Regions from separate parts of the Anser cygnoides genome. Here region 2 is linked to region 1. The links are chromatin contacts, called in public Hi-C maps. All regions are on one chromosome and are shown on one strand. Each heading gives the region's core, a stretch centred on a gene start, on an enhancer-like site or on the middle of the called end of the contact. The rest is flanking DNA. Distances are from core to core; before and after follow the strand shown. Region 1 holds the start of DHRS3 (dehydrogenase/reductase 3). Region 2 overlaps VPS13D (vacuolar protein sorting 13 homolog D).

Region 1 (7,932 bases), core at 3,146-5,645:
GTCATTCAGGTATGATCTAGATTTATTCACAATAGATTAGTAAACGTGTATTAAAGCCTAACACTTTAACACTTCTCTTAAGAAGTACAAACCCAGAAATTTACACAGACGAGCAGAAGTCAAAACTGAATGAGTTACCACTGTGAGGTGTTACATGACTGACTTCTCGCTCTTGTTGCAAACTGGAGTTAAACATAGATTAAAATGGCATGGGAATAGCTTAACTGAAGAGGAGGGGGGAGAATTGTTGTAATTTATATATGTTGTAATTTATATATATTGTGGGTAAATATACAGGGAGCAAATAGTTCAGGTACTGTGCAGCTATCCAAAATGGAAATTTTATTCTGCATCTAAGTGATAGCACTAACTGATGCAATTTTACGAAGTTAACAGGCCTGCTTATTGAATGCTCCAGCACACTGGTTAAGGACTTCTGAGTAAGAACATGGAAGGAATTCATTTTGGGATGACTTTAAAATTACAATTAGGAACCACTGCTGCAATGTGACAGATCTTCATTTCCATCAACAAAGGTACGTACCAAGTGTCTGTTTGCACCTGTAGACATTTACTGAAAGCAATTTGAATAATCAAACCTAACTGAAGGTATAGTTTGTAAGGTTTCACCAACAAAGATGAACTTTTTGAACAAAAACATATGTTAGATTTGTAAAGGTGACAGTTTGGAAAAAAGATCTCTTGCCAAACAGGAGTGTAATGGTTACTGTACAACAATCAGGTGAAATCCCAGAATACTAATCTTTTGCCACATTTCAGAATGGAACTGCAGTTGAAGTGGACAAACCTCAGCTGTTCTCAGCACATGTACAATTTCAAGCTTTCTGATTTTTCAGTTAAGTGAATTTTAAAATGACTTGCATATATTTTTCACCATATAAATTACAGGCAAGATGCAGTAACTTCAGTTTTACTATAAGTCTGCTTTTCTTTCTTGCTCTTGTGCACTTGTGTAATGTAGAAACTTCTGGTCAAGGTAAATCTAAGGTAAAGTAGTAAACCAGTAAAATAGTTCATATGTTCACTGAAATTTGAAGGTCAGGTTGGAAAAATACTTCACGTTAAATATGTAGATTTGTCTTTTTATTCCAACTCCAAATGTTGGAGCAACTTTTCACATCACTCAATAAACCAAAATCCTAATGAATGAAAAAAATCCTAATGAATGAAAATAATCCCAATGAATGAAAATAATAATAATAATAGTAACACCTCTGATACATTTTAGAATATTATTCAAGCAGGAAACAGATACAAGAAATAAATATTCACATGACTAGTCCCATTGGCATCAAAGAACCTGCAAATGTTTGAAATGAATAATTAACTTTGTTGTTTAATCTGAACATAGTCCTATGGTATAATATTGCTGACTTTTCTATTTTAAATGTATTTGTAGAGATTTATGCAGAAAAAATAAAGTTAATGGTCTCAGGAATCAAAAAATCCAACTTACTTTCTCAAACTTCATATCCCTTCATTTTTAAGGCTGCTTCTTATTTCCATCCCAGAAAGTTGTTATATTTGTTACCAGTCCAGACACTGAGTCATTCCTGTTTAAACCAGACACTAGGCTCTCTGTGTAATTTCTCTCTCCCCTTCAGAGTTTTTGGACTGAGAGGAAAATTGTAATGCCAGGTGCCTCCCCCAGCTCCCTTTCTAAAGGTATTACTGTAAAAACACACAGAGGTGCTAAATGCTGCCCAAGCGGCAATGGAAATTCTCACAGCTCTGGTTATTTCAGATGCAGCTAAGTTAGGGAACACCACCTGATCCTGAAAATCTGTACAGACTTGCAGTTTCCAGTTAGAATGGTTCAATTTCTTCTCTCCAGAAACCTCTCTCCTGACACTATGATGACGCTCTGAGAGTCCTATGGCTTACTTCATATAAGGTAAACTGGCATTTAAAGGTAAGAACTGTGCAAGTTTCTCTTTTTTTTTTTTTTCACTTCTGAAAACTTATGTGGAAGTTTCAACAGAGCTGAAATTCAAGAGATTATGATATTGCTCATATTATGTGTTAAAAGAACCAGGTATGAGATGAGTTTTGAATGTAGGTAGAACAAAAAACTCAGTTGTTCTTATTTTTGTTACCAAACAACCCTTGAACACTCTGTTACATGGCCACTTTGAACTATGACCATTTCAAAAATGTTTGATTCTGAAGCAGAAAAAGAATTTATTTTCAAAGGGATTTAGCTTCCTAACTCTCATCTCTTGGTCGTATAATATAACTTTGCTGCCTATATAGAGATGTTTAGACTCGCACACTTCCGTTGCAATGGTCCTTTAGCAAATTACAGATGAATTCAAAGTTTGAGAATCTTTCAATTGTCATTCTTCAGTAATTCTAGTTTTTACCACTAGATGGCTTCCCAGGATAGTGGATATATATTCAGACCTCCTGAAGTAACTTGGGATTGGATTCATTTGGGCACCTTCTTAGTAACATATTCAGTCATAAAAGCAAAGCTCTTCCTAGCACGACTGAGAAGACAACAATGTGAGGTTTGACATATTTGAGCATCTTCTGACATCCTGACAACTTGACATTTCAGACTATTTCTGATTGCTGCCACAACCAGTAACTGTGGAGTGAGCAGCTCTCAGTTCAAATGCGCACTTAGATCCTCCCGAGAAAAGTTTAAGCAGGACAGCTAAATATATAACTTACCTACCTACCTAATGCCTAACAGTGCAAACAAACGAGTCGGGGGACCTGGTTGCAACACGCTTTGCCCTTTCTCCTGTTACAACATAGTTTCGAAGTGCTATGGAGACCTTGTGTTGCAATTATGCCCTCATATCTGGACAAAAGTCCTGGAAAAGGAGAGCAGAAAAACACCCTTTGATGTGAGAAAGCACGTCTCCCTGCTTCGGTCGGAGCCTGCTTTTTTCATTGCCCCGCTACTGAAGGTACCAATCACCAGTTTTCAGCAACGTAAGCATCTTCCAGTTTGGAAAATCCATGAGTTGTCATGCTGTCCGTAGACACGCTGGTTCAGTGGTAATAGATGTTGATGATTATCAGCCTAGGCTGGAGTGAGCCCAGCACTCTAGGGCTGCAATAACTTTTCCCATCAACACCAACTTAACCTGGGCAAGCAGTTCTCTCCCGGAGCTCGCAAGGCACAGATGGCTCCTTTGAACTCAGCCTTAACCCTGACCGCTCCTGGCACTTTTTTTTTTCCCCCCCTCCTGGGCTCACGTCAAACCCCAGCACCCTCCTCTGCCGCGTTCCTGTCAGGGAGGAACAGAGGAGGTTCCTGTCAGAGGCGGGCGCGCGCTGCGGCCGCGGCCGGCCCCGACCCCAGCCCCGGCCTCAACCAGCCCCGTCCCGCAGCCACCCCGACCCCAACCCCGACCCACAGCCGTCCCGACCGGCAGCCGGCCCCGACCCCAGCCCCAGCCCGCAGCCGGCCCGGCCCCAGCCCCTGCCCGCCGGCTGCGGCGCGGCCGTCCCGGCTGCGGGCGCCGTGCGGCGGCTCCGAGACCGCGCTGGGGGAGGGGAGAGCAAAGCCAGCCACTCACAGGAACAGTAGTGAAATCTCCCCGACACTTTAACTGTCAATCAGGCTTAATGGGGTATAAAACCTCCCCGGCGCGGCGGCTGTGATAGGCAGAGAGAGCAATAGGGAGAAATGAGTAAGAGCCAGAGCTGAAATAGTGCACGGCATAATTCCTGCTCTGTGGTCACGGAGCCTCCGAGTGCGAAACCCGGGAGAGGGGGCAGAGAGAGGCGGTTATCAGCTCACCCTCTGCAGCCGGCTCAGGACAGGACGTCTGGAGATATTTATAGATATTAAAACAAAAACAACAACCTTACCCTGAATAGACCCTTTCTTAAAAAGAAAGTCCTGGCAATTCTGTCTTATTTAAGCAATTTCCTGAGTCTAAGAATAGAAATGAGCTGCCTGGAAGGCACTGCAGGCTGAAATTTGGAGACATAGGCTGCTTTATTTTATTTTTCCAAGTATAAAACCTTCCACTTGGATACTGGATTTTTGTGACAGTCTTTGAAACGGAGGGATGTATGGTTACTTTTAATTTTACTTTTTTTTTTCTCTCTCTTTAATTAAAAAAAAAAAAGAAAAAAGCTGTCTCCCAGTTATACAGCGAGGAAACCGTTCTACCTGCATGTGACAATCCCAAAGGACATCGATCAAGAAGCAGGGGAGTGACTTGGTCTTCTGCGCTGTTCTGCTCCTACCCCGATTTTTTAGGGGAAGAGAAGGATTTTTCCAGTCCAAGAATCCGTTGCCCCCCACGTTTCGGAAGGGGGCTGAAGACTTGTCGCCCATCCGGGGGTGCATGAAGGGTAGTGGTTTTCTTTCTCTCTTAACTTGGTTCTGTGAAGGGTTGGAAGAGAATTTTGCCTTCCTGGCTTGCCTGGAAGAAGAGGATGATTTGGAAATGGCTGGGCGCTTTGCTGCTGTTCCCCGTGCAGATGGTTTATTTGGTGGTGAAAGCTGCCGTGTGCGCGGTGCTGCCGCCCAAGCTCCGGGACCTGTCCGGGGAGAGCGTGCTCATCACCGGCGGGGGCCGGGGCATCGGCCGCCACCTGGCCAGGGAGTTCGCGAGGCGAGGAGCCAGGAAGGTGAGCATCCACCCGGAGGGGATGGGGGAAGGAAGCGGCCACCTGCTGCTCTGCTGGGGAGCCTCCGGCCCGGGGGCTGCAGCCCGTGCCCCCACCTCGGGGTGGGCCTGCCGGGATCGCGTTCAAACGGACAGAGAGGGGAGAAGGGGGGCGCTGGGTGTAGCGCTGCCGAGCCGGTGCCGAGCCTCGCGTTTCGGAAGTTGCCCACTCCTCCTCCTCTGCATCCTGGCTCGCCGCACCTCGGCTAAGAAAACGTGAAGGTGAGAAGGGGGCCCCCGCGCGGGGTACCCCCCCCTGCAGCCTGCCGTCCCCCGGGCGCGTCGGCCGGAGGGGGGCACGGGGAGGGCCCTGCTGCCCGCCCCGGGGGGGTGCCCGCTTTGGGGAACGGGGGGAGGAGAGTTCAGCTTCACCCTAATGCTTTGCCACGTGCAAAGTGGTTTCTGAAGTCCCTTGTGTTTTGCTTTCTGCCAGCCCCGAGCTGTTCAAAGGTAAGGTGAATGCTGGCCCAGCAAGGAAGAAAAGCACAGCGTGAGCGTGAGCTGGGAGTTTGTTCGCCCGTTTCCTTTGGGAAAGGAGAGGGGCTGGGAGAACGGTCTGTCTGCGCTGCAGCCTAGAAATGTCAGTGTAGCTGGTGTGCCCATTCTCTAGCTCAGGAACTGCCATTCACCTTGAAATGCTGTGCTTTCATAACTACAGGTGTCCCCCTATGCGTGAATCATTCGGGAATAATTAAAATAAAATAAAATAAAAAATGCCCTGAGGCAAGATTTGAGTTTTCAAGTTTCCTCTTTACCCCCATTTAGGGGTAATGGAATGGAGGAATCATGTGAAATTAGACAGCTGCATAAATACTACAGCACGTGAGAGAGGATGAATAGAAGCAAATACAGAATAAAGCAGAAGAAAAATGCAGAATGGGGGAATATTTAAAGAAGAATATGCATTTAGTTGAGGATAGGGTTTTGTCATTTCCTTATACATGCACTAAAGTTTTCTATATGTGGTTTCTATATGGAGCTGTTCTGGTGTACAACTTTGAGGCGTAAAATATGTCAGCATTGAACTTTGATGTTTGTATATGCTTGTGTTTAAACATCATGTTGAGATTTACAAATTCTTGGAGACAGAACAAACAAGTTGACTGACCTTTGGACCCCAGCAATTTGCTGAAAGTGTATTTACATTATCTGGTAGAATACCGTGCTTCATTATTTATTTATTTAGCCCGGTTGGTTGCTATGCTAAGCTGAGTATTAAAGTGCCACCATTTCACCAGCTAATTCAGGAGCTGCTTAGCTACAGTTCAGCTGCAAGCTGAACAATGGTAGTCAGCCCTAACTGACATGGGCCAAGAGGAGCTGGGGAGCTGAGGATGAGGATTTGTAAACTGATACAGACTGTAGTTCATTTGTATGTCTTATCTCTACAATCCTTACATATCTTAGAAGGAAAGAATAAACAAGAGAATAATTCTCGGGAAGCTTTGTACTTGTCTCATGTGGTGTTATGAAATGCTGTGTGGTTGCTAGTTACTGTTTACAACTTTGGTGTTTTTTTTGTCGTATGTTTTTTTCCATGCCTGTCATCAAGGTGTTTCACTTTTTGCTCTTACTGAACTTGAATTAGATTCTCCTTTCAGTCAAACCATGGCTATCCTGTGAGCCAAATGTGGTACTCAGCAAGTTATGATCCTCTCTGGTACTTTGGAAGTGACACATCTTTCTAGCAACGGTGAAGTAGGCTTATCTTTTTCTTCCTCAGCATCTTTAATGACAATTTTACTTCAGTGCGGTTGTTCCAATTCCCTTTGCTCTGAGGTTTCACTGCTTTCCTGCATTCTGTGCTCAACCCTGACTTTCTGTGTCTAGTGCAGTCTCCATGCAGAATGCAAGCCCTCTGTTTGGCATTACTCTTTGATTTTTTGCTTTGCCTTAGACAATCGAAAAGAACCGAGAAAGACTTGAAGTGGCTAGCAAGTCATCTTTCAGTAAGGCTTTTGAGAATTAATTATTCTATTTTTCTCTTGCCTTTGTATGCGGTTAGCTTTTTTATAATTACATGTAAATCTTGAATTATTGATCATAATTAATAATTTATAACAGATTCTGATTGTCAGGTGGTATATTCACAATATTCCATGTTTGGAAAAATGCTTCCACCAAGGCGCAAAATTCTGAGGCCATGCACAGTGTTACCTACAGGTGAATGAAAACAGTAACTTATATTCAGATTCTAATAGTGGGTGTGCAGTATATCTTGAAAAAGTTATCACAGCGCTTGCGCACACAGACATAGTGGCGGAGTTTTGGAGGTAGGCGGCGATATACAACCATATTTTTGAGATTAGAATCTTCTGAAAGATGGGTTAGTTGAGACTGTTAGCATATGAAATTTCCTCTGATAATTAGACTGGATTGGATTTCACCTTGCTCTAACTTTCTTTTCAGAAGCTTGTTTTGTTAATCACAAATTAGATGTATCTGAGCAGTTTTTACGTAAGATGACAAGTGTTGTATTTCACGAAGATTAAGAATTGTCACATCTGCAAGTTTTTAAGTGTAAAATTTGATCTTGCAGTTAAAGCTCTGAAGATGTCAAGAAATAAATCAGGAAAGGCTTTAGGCGAATGGAAATACAGTGTCTTCAGCTTGACGGATGAGCATGGAGACTAAAATTCTTAAGCTGGCAGACAAGAAGTCTCTTGGGCATGATCATGTAAATCCACCCTGGTTCCCATTCTCCACCCCCATTCTTTAACTCCATTGCTCTGCCATTGTGTCTCAAGTAAGACCTGAAGAGATAAATGTCTAGGAGACATTTTCTTCTTAAGTGGTGTTTCTTTTCTCATTGCTGTTCATTGGCCTTTCCGATGAAATTGCCAAAAAAGGGACACAGCAGTGTTAGTTGTCTCTTCAGTTATAGAAGGATGTATCTTCTAGTTTCTTCAGTTAAGACTACCAGCAATTTTTAGGAAATGAGAGACTTTAATGATTAGGTCATTCCCGTTCAGGTCAGAGGATCCATACACCACTGCTCACTTTTGGGTAAGTTTTCAAAGGCTACTTGGCCATGGGAAGCACTGAGGATTTAAATGCATCCTGTAGCTATAAATGTATGTGACCAACAGATCCTCACATCTGCCTCAGTCTCACACACTGGAAATTTTGTTAAGGTGCTTAACTTTTGATACTCTATGGTTAGCTAGAATGGGAGAATATATCTGTGTTACTGAAAAGGGAGAAAGATTTTTTTTGAGTTCATGATTTAATGCCTATGAAATAAAAATCCCCTTCCAAACCTTAATGGTATTTT
Region 2 (7,932 bases), core at 1,990-4,489, 81 kb after region 1:
CCAACAGAACTAAATACAGCCCATCTATGGAACAAACATAAAACTAAACAAGGGACTTCTAAAACCTGGCCCCCTTCGTCCTCCACATTCACGTGTCCTTTGCCTACTTGTTTACCAAAAAAGAACTTAGCAACTTGGTATTTATCTCGAGTTCTTCCCCATTTTACAAATCCTTTCCCTGCTACTGAATGAAGCAAGTTGACACGTCAGGTACACGTAAGAAGGCAGGTACTTTACTTGTCTACCTAGCATCTCCAACTGAAGCTAAGTACTGGTTTTCCAGGCTACTGAAGTCCAGACAAACTGAAGTTCTGTCATTTCAGGTACTAAAAATACTTCAGATTATCACTAATAAGCATTACCTAATGCTGTCTTTGCCTTACCCATTCTGCCTTTATAGTCCCAAGTAAACTTATGATTACTCATCAGTTCTTGTTTCACATTTACGTAGTGTAATCCATCAATATTAATAGCTACCACGATCTGCTAAAGCAGTTGAAATAATATACAGAACACTAATCTACTCATGATTTATTTTTTTAGAGGCCCAATAGTAAAGGAAGATACGCCACAGGAACTTTTACAACTGACAATGTATCCCTTGCTGTTTCAAGCAACAGGGGAAACAAATAAATAAATAATACCATACACAGTGTTTGGGAGCCAAGGCTGACGCCAAATAATAAGACTTACGGGGCACAAGAAGAATTCAAAGCAAATGAAAACTGAGTTAATTCTAGACTTTGTACTGCATGTTCCCTCTAAGCCAGATGCATGAGGCACACAGCATGGAAATCAGTTTTAAGTAATCTTTTAAAGTCTTTTTAAGCTCTTGGCACTGCCTTGTTCTCTAAGGACATCCTAAAAGGATAAATACACAATTATGACTTTAGTCCAAACATTCCATTGTAATTCTAGCATCAGAGAATTGTACTTTTACAAATATTATTGACTGAGCAAAGTAGAACATTCCAAGGAATTTTAAGGAAGAAAGTGATTAAATTAAATAAAATATAGGTCAGTTATAACTTCTGTGCAAACCTCATAATAAACTGCATTTAAATTAGAAATCACAGGGTTTACTCACTTTTCAGCCTCGCTCTGCAGAATTTCTTTTTAAAAAGTTCTTTAAAAAAGTTTGTGCAACTCTAGCCCCAGACACCACACACTGGTGATGCTCATGCTTTTATCTCAGTACCTGGTTCTCAGAGACCAAAGCACCAATGTAAGCATGTTACTTTAGCAAAGTAGATAAGAGTATTTAAAATATATTTAAAGTTGGAAAATCTAACGCAAACTGTGAATTATGTCATCTTCATTTCTCACATACACTCCTGCATTTTCCAAAACAGGAAAATCCCTAGTCATGATGACTAAAAGTCATTCCACAGTTTCAGCAGTAACTCCCCTAAATATACCCAAGTGTCTGTGTGAGAGAGAAGAGCTGCCTATTGCAGGAAACAAAGGCTGCGTAAGTAATTACCTGATAGGGAAAGAACAGCGATAAACAGATTTCTGAACAAGAGTTCTGTTAAATACATTCTTCCTTACATCCCTAATTTCGGGACTGCATTTTCTGCCCCTCTGCTACCCTGACATTTGCTTTCTGATGTACTTCCAACAGAAGCAAGAGGCATCACAGTACAGACTGAAAGGAATAATACAGTAAATATTAGCTGGGAAATACTGAACACCCCCCAAAATATGTATTGTTAAACTTACTTAATACAAAATGTTTTACTTATTTTTTTTAAGAGTCATAAGCTGTTTTTTTAGCATGTAATGATAATTTGTTTCTTTAGATAATATTTAAATATAATAAAACGTCAACACATTTTATGTATGTTTAACAGTTATCTTACATTAAACATATCTATAACTTACATAGTAAACTCAAGGAAATTGATATCATTAGAATGTAGAGGCTACTTGCTTTGGAGTTTCGTTTAAAAACAAACAAACAAACAGAACACATCCACATCTTCCCTGCTGAACAGAAGTTTGGGCAGTACTGTTCAGCCGATTGATTAAATACAACGGACTACCTCTAAGCATTTAATGCCCACCTAAGTTTAATACCCTGTGGTTATTTGCCTTCTAGCAGTATCATTCAAAATTATTTTTATCTCCTACTTCTCTCAAACCTGTTATATGTATCTTAGAGGTAGAAAGATTTTACACTGACTTGACAGTAAAATACAATGATTCAAAACTATGCATTTCTCTCAGTGCATGGAGGCAGAAATCTCAGTATACAAGGTACAGGCTAAGCCGACATGTACATGCTGCTGGGATTTAGTACGGTAAAGAAACCCTGCTTCAGAATAGTTAGCCATCCTCAGATCTTGATGTTATTCTTTAGAAAGTGTAAAATGCAGTATTCTTAGATACTAGGTACAATGGAACAGATAAAGGCGTCTAGTAAATTCTTCAGTCCAAGTTCCCTTACTTTTACTGTGATGTCTCAAGATTAATAATAATACTTAATATGTTTCTGTGACTTACCATGAAAATAACTTTCAGAGCAGCTTCTTTACTTGTGCATTGTTAAGAAGTGGAAGAGGCAAACACTACATATTTCATTTTACAAACATCAGTAGGTAGAAAGACAACACAGCTTCCTCCTCTTACCTCTCTCTTTGGTCAGCTGTACATTGTTCTGGGACTAATAAACAAAATGCTTTGAATATTTGAAAACATAACAAGCGTTTATTTCTCAGATTTAAAACTCCTATCTGAAGCTGCTCCACAAAATATATTTACCATGGCTTCAGTCAGTTTCCTAAGAAAATGATTACCCAGGTATTCAGTCAGAAAGGTTTGGGATTTCAGGCAAATTTATATGTTATATGATTTTTACACTTTCCTTCGCACATTACTCCACGCCAGGTGAACTGTTGAACGCTACCCTGAGCGCGGAGGATGGTTTAGGCCAAGCCCAAGACATTTATAACCAGGTCAAATCACGCAGAGAGAAATGTGTAATGGAACTATGAACAAAACTGATGCAGCCTTCATTTAGAAAATACCAAACCAGCAAAACGCTATAATCAGCTTCTCATTTTAAGAGATACATAAACTTTGACCCTCTCTAAATTACTGACAACTAAGTGGAGGCAACGGCTTTTCCCACCGAACAAGCATATGCTGCTTGAGATCCCGTGCAGCGATCTCCACCCCTATTTCTGTCATATAAGCGAAGGAAAGGAGCTTTAATTAGCTCACATCCCATCGTTAACTGAGCGTCCTAATGCATCCTGACAACGGCATGTTGGCCGGGTGATCTGGAAGCCCCCTGACGCGCTGCCTGCGGCTGCCTGATTAGCCGGGTGTCCCGGGGGAGCCCCGCTGGCTCTGTCCCCCAGCTGCCCGATGAGCCGGGTAGCTGCCCTCGGGGACCTCCTGGGAGGCTGCACCAGCAGGTGCCCGTTGGCAATAGTTTTGTGTTACAGGGTTGAATGAGTGATCCCTGCAGGAACTGCCGGCTGTTTTCACATACACAGAAGGCAGTCAAAAGTCCACAGCATGAACTTGGAATGACCCCAATTGCAGAGTCACTGGCGGGTTCATCTGGAGGACAACTGCGCTTTATTAAACAACTAATACTCTTAACAGATAATTCCCCCCCCCCCCCCCCCCCCCCCCCCCCCACTTTAACTCTTGCAAAGCTTTAAGGTCTTCCTGTTTGTTTATTTTTTGGGAATGGCATTACTTGCTCTCTTCCACCCCCCTCCTTAAACAAAAAAAAAGACACAACAAACACACCTCTACGTACTGAAAGCCGGCAAAAAAACCCTGAAGAGATCTAGTCCAGTTCCTTGAGTTAATACCTAACAACAATGTATTCGCGCTGTGGCAGATTGTTTTTAACCATCACCCTCACCAACGCCCTTGCTACTTGCATACAACAACTTTGTTATTTCCAGTGCTTACATTGCAGCGTGCTTCCTTCCAGCAATACACCGGACTTGCCAGTCCCATTTTCTGCGCTGTCACCTATGACCGCACTTGGGATGCACAAGAAGCTTCTATTATAAAACCTCAGCGGCTTTCTGTGTTCCATTAGATTTTTGGAGGAAACCTCCTGCAAGCCTCTTTTGGCCTGCCATCGTTTGTGCAGTGCAGATAGCTTACAATTGCTTGAAGGATGACTCACTCAGATCTGTAAAACTGATGGCAATCGTCTTATCTATTGTTACAGCTCCAGAAGATAACCTTGGCCACCTCCTCTGGATGTAAAAATATTGTCTTCCCTCGTCGGCGATACAAATCTAAGGAATTTCAAGTTTAAATTTGTACTGTTTAACATATTATACACAACTTTATATGTGCTCCCTCTTAAAATATACAGTAGGGTGGTGTACTTAGTCTTGTGTCAAGGCTGGAGCGATGAATTTCAAACCCACACCCCATTTTTTCTCTTTCAGTTTCTAATTGTGATACATGGGATATACGTGATTGTTTTCATGACATACTAACCATTTAAAAACTGTAGGTGAAGACCAAATTTCATTTTATCGTTAATGATAACTGTTCATTTCTAATTTTATAGTTTGTGCTTTTAGCAGCACTCTGCATACTACATCTCAAATTCTCCTTTGTTCACCTCATTTCCCAGTGAGTCAGCAAAACAAGAATACTGTATTTTATTTTGCAAGAAAATCAGCTGGTAACATCCTTCAAAGTAAAGCTCTAGACAGGTGTAAAAAGAAAGCTTCAAGTTTTAATAAATTGTCGAGATGGTCACTTGTAGATTTCTGCATAAAGCCAAACATCTCATTGCTTGCACTTGTCAGGATCCTCGTTGTCTACTGAGGAATTTCTCTTGGAAAGGCTAATTCAAAGCCTCCGCCACTGTGTCAGTTGGATTCTGAATGGGCACATTTAGGACATCAAGTCCAGATCAAAATGTTTATTCCCACAGCATACATACTTTCTGTTTGATTTTACCAATGCCCTTTCTCCACACAAAGATACACTGTAGTCAAAGCAGGTTCACAAACACTTTGTGTAAGAAGCTTTGTAAAATAAATACTGAATTTAACCCAAACTCTGAAGGGACCTTATGATCAGGATGTTAGCAACACACATTTTATCCCATGGTATGAATGAAAGACAGGAACAACAATATAATCCTTCAAAGGTCCCAGACGTGATCCTTAATCTTTCACTTCTTATCCCAAAAATCTCTTTCAAAGATACAGATTCACAATACCAGGTGCTTTGCACGTAAGAGGTGACACTTCCCATGGCTTTTGATTGTCATTAATTGGCCATAAATCTTACCACCTTTTAAAATGGTTAGCAACAGGTAAAATTGCCTCATCTATTGTGTTCCCCCCAGCACTGAAAATTTCTACCTGGAAATTTCAATTACTTTCCATCGCGGGTTCTCATAATCTTCACGTTTTCGTACTGATTTTCACTGCTCAGCACTTGATCTTGCACATGTGCTGCTAGTCTTAGAATGAAATGCAAACTAAACTGAAGATGATCTGCAGTGCCACCTGGATGCACCACCTGAACAAGCTGAAACTAGCCCCTAGGCAAAACTGGGGAAGGTATGAGGAGAAAAATCTTAATCAAAAACAAATCATAACAAAAAAGACAGCAAAGACAGACAGGGAGGCAGTCAGAAAACACAGGTAAAACTACTTTTAACCTGAACCGTATAAATCACTTCTAGGAATAAAAAAACCTTGAGAAATTTCTGTATTTCTTGAGAAATAAAATTCTGTCACTATCTTACCTACAAGCAAGGCAACGTTTGGTTTTGATTGCCCTTTTTGGTTGGGTGAACATAAAGCCTAGAACCTTCCAATCCCTGGCAACCAGACTGCAATCTCTCCTTTAATTCAAGGAAAGGGACATATAAACTAGCTCCTGTCTGTTCAAAACCGACAGAAAGCTTATTTCAAGTGACATACTTGGAATGTGAAGAACAGGAATACTGCAAAGCCAGAACAAGGTGGACCGAAACAAAAGCACTGAAACATTGAGAAAGTTCTGCACTATTTTTCTGTGCATAAAAAATGTCAATAAGTTCTTTTCTGGGGGGAGAGGATCATTTCCATCCAATATTTGTAACATAGAAACCAAGCCTAGCTGTAGAGCCGTAACAACTACATTACTACGTGCTCATAACTCACAAAAGGTAACAGAATTCCTAATATGGGTCAAACAGATCAGACCCAAAATACAGTACTGAGAAGCTGATTTATTTTTCAAACCTTTTACAACCGGGAATTTTCATATGTCAGCGCAACACCTATTTGCCAGCAATAGGTTCAGCCATGCTTAATTTTCCATTCAGAGTATATAAGCTATGGAACATTTTTCTTCAGACAGTAACTCAGTGTTCAATATCCAATTCTAATTGAAACACCTCTGAAACAGGAATAACTTAGGATTTAGAACTATCATGCCTAAAGGGGGAAATAAAGGGCGAATGCCAAGAATTCAAGACATTTCTACGCATATGGCAACTATAGAAATCTTCATTCAGAGGGAATGAAATTCCCTCAGGTGTCTATATTTAGGATCAAAGAACTTTTTAAAATACAGAACTTTGAGTCTCCAAGGGATAAAAACTACAAAACTCTCCGTAGTGAACTTTATTTAACCTAAGGTTTTGTGCCAACCTAAATATGCTGCAGCTATCCACTTGAAAGAAGGCATTACCCACTGCATGTTCTGAAATGCATGGAAAAGCCATTACAGGAATAATCAACAGAACTATAAAATAAAAAAGCAATAAAATGACAAAACCAGATACAACTCAAATAGCTTACTTTTCAATTCAGTTGTGCAGTGTTAGATTTAACGTGATGATTACAGTCTTTAAGTTTATTTATCTATCTATCCATTCACACCTTAAATCTAACTCATCTTAAACTCTTGTGTAGACTTTTGTTTAAGACACTTTAAAGTCAGGCACACAAAACAACCAAAAATGATTTTTTTTCCAGCCATCAATTTATACGCAGAACAGAGGCTTATCTAGTTTTGACTACTTCAGTTACCAGCTCTGCAGAATAAGGTGCAATAGACAAGGACCTCAAGGATACTTAATAGTGCTTTCCCTACAGAAAGCAACAAGGGAGCAAGATGAAAATGATCTGTTTTTTCAGTTACGTTTTTCTTGAGTAACTGGAATTATACACCCCTCTCCCCCATTTTGTTCTTTACCAAAACTTAACAAGCATAAGGCATATATGTGGTAGAGCAGAAAGTCAAGTTCTACAACATACCATGGACATAGCATGTCACAAGTTGTACCTGAAATGTCAGCTTCGTATCATATGAAGACTCCTGGTTTAGGCATCTAAATCTGCTAGAAAACTAAGTGCAGTGTAAAACATACAAACCAATTAATCCTTATTATTTGAGACTTCTTTATGATTATCTTCCGTGTAGCAGAATATTTGGAAGAGTAACCCATGAGCTCCCATAATGTGCTGTTAAGCCTGCCTAAGGGATAGAATTCACTTGTTCTGAGAGGACAGATATATAATTGATACAAAAAGATTTTTAAAAGGCAACTGTGTGAGACTTGCACCTCAGACATTTTGGATATATCAAGGAGAAAAAATAATACCTGGGAAGACAGATAAATAGTCCATGGGGTGATTTTCAAAGGTATAAACGGGAAGCAGACAGTCAGCTCCTGTTGAATTTTGAGAGGAGTTCAGCATCCAACTGCCCTTCTGCCTTTGAAAGTCTTCCTTCACAAAACCCTTGGTTACAAATGACTCCAAAGTTCAAAGAATGACCTTGCCCTTGTGGGAAATGTAGGAAGGCTCGTGCCTTTTAAAGAAAGATTTATGAGTCTGTTGCTACAGATGTGATTGCAATGAGGAAACAACACTTTATAGAAAGGAAACTCTAAAGAAACATACTCTATTGGGTGGAGTGGATGGGCCACAAGAGACT

Evidence for each region. Hi-C and Micro-C count contacts between places; a contact is called where the count stands out from the background.
Region 2: a contact with region 1 is called in a Hi-C map of liver, with 3 times the contacts expected there. The contact joins the enhancer-like site here to the promoter of DHRS3 in region 1. A contact is called at or near these places in 5 of 7 Hi-C or Micro-C datasets (fetal liver, granulosa cells and liver).

Annotation. Positions count from the first base shown.
Region 1 is chr23:2,787,384-2,795,315 of Taihu_goose_T2T_genome, forward strand. It overlaps DHRS3 (dehydrogenase/reductase 3), which reads left to right and starts at 4,396. Exons shown (of 11, transcript XR_010826411.1): 1 at 4,396-4,620.
Region 2 is chr23:2,869,627-2,877,558 of Taihu_goose_T2T_genome, forward strand. The region is part of intron 64 of VPS13D (vacuolar protein sorting 13 homolog D); the gene reads right to left. Among named protein-coding and RNA genes, the nearest start is that of VPS13D, 71 kb to the right of the region's middle. Within about 2 kb of position 3,240, at least 1 of the 3 cell types and tissues checked has open chromatin away from gene starts, as enhancers often do. A contact at or near this core is called in liver, where this site is marked.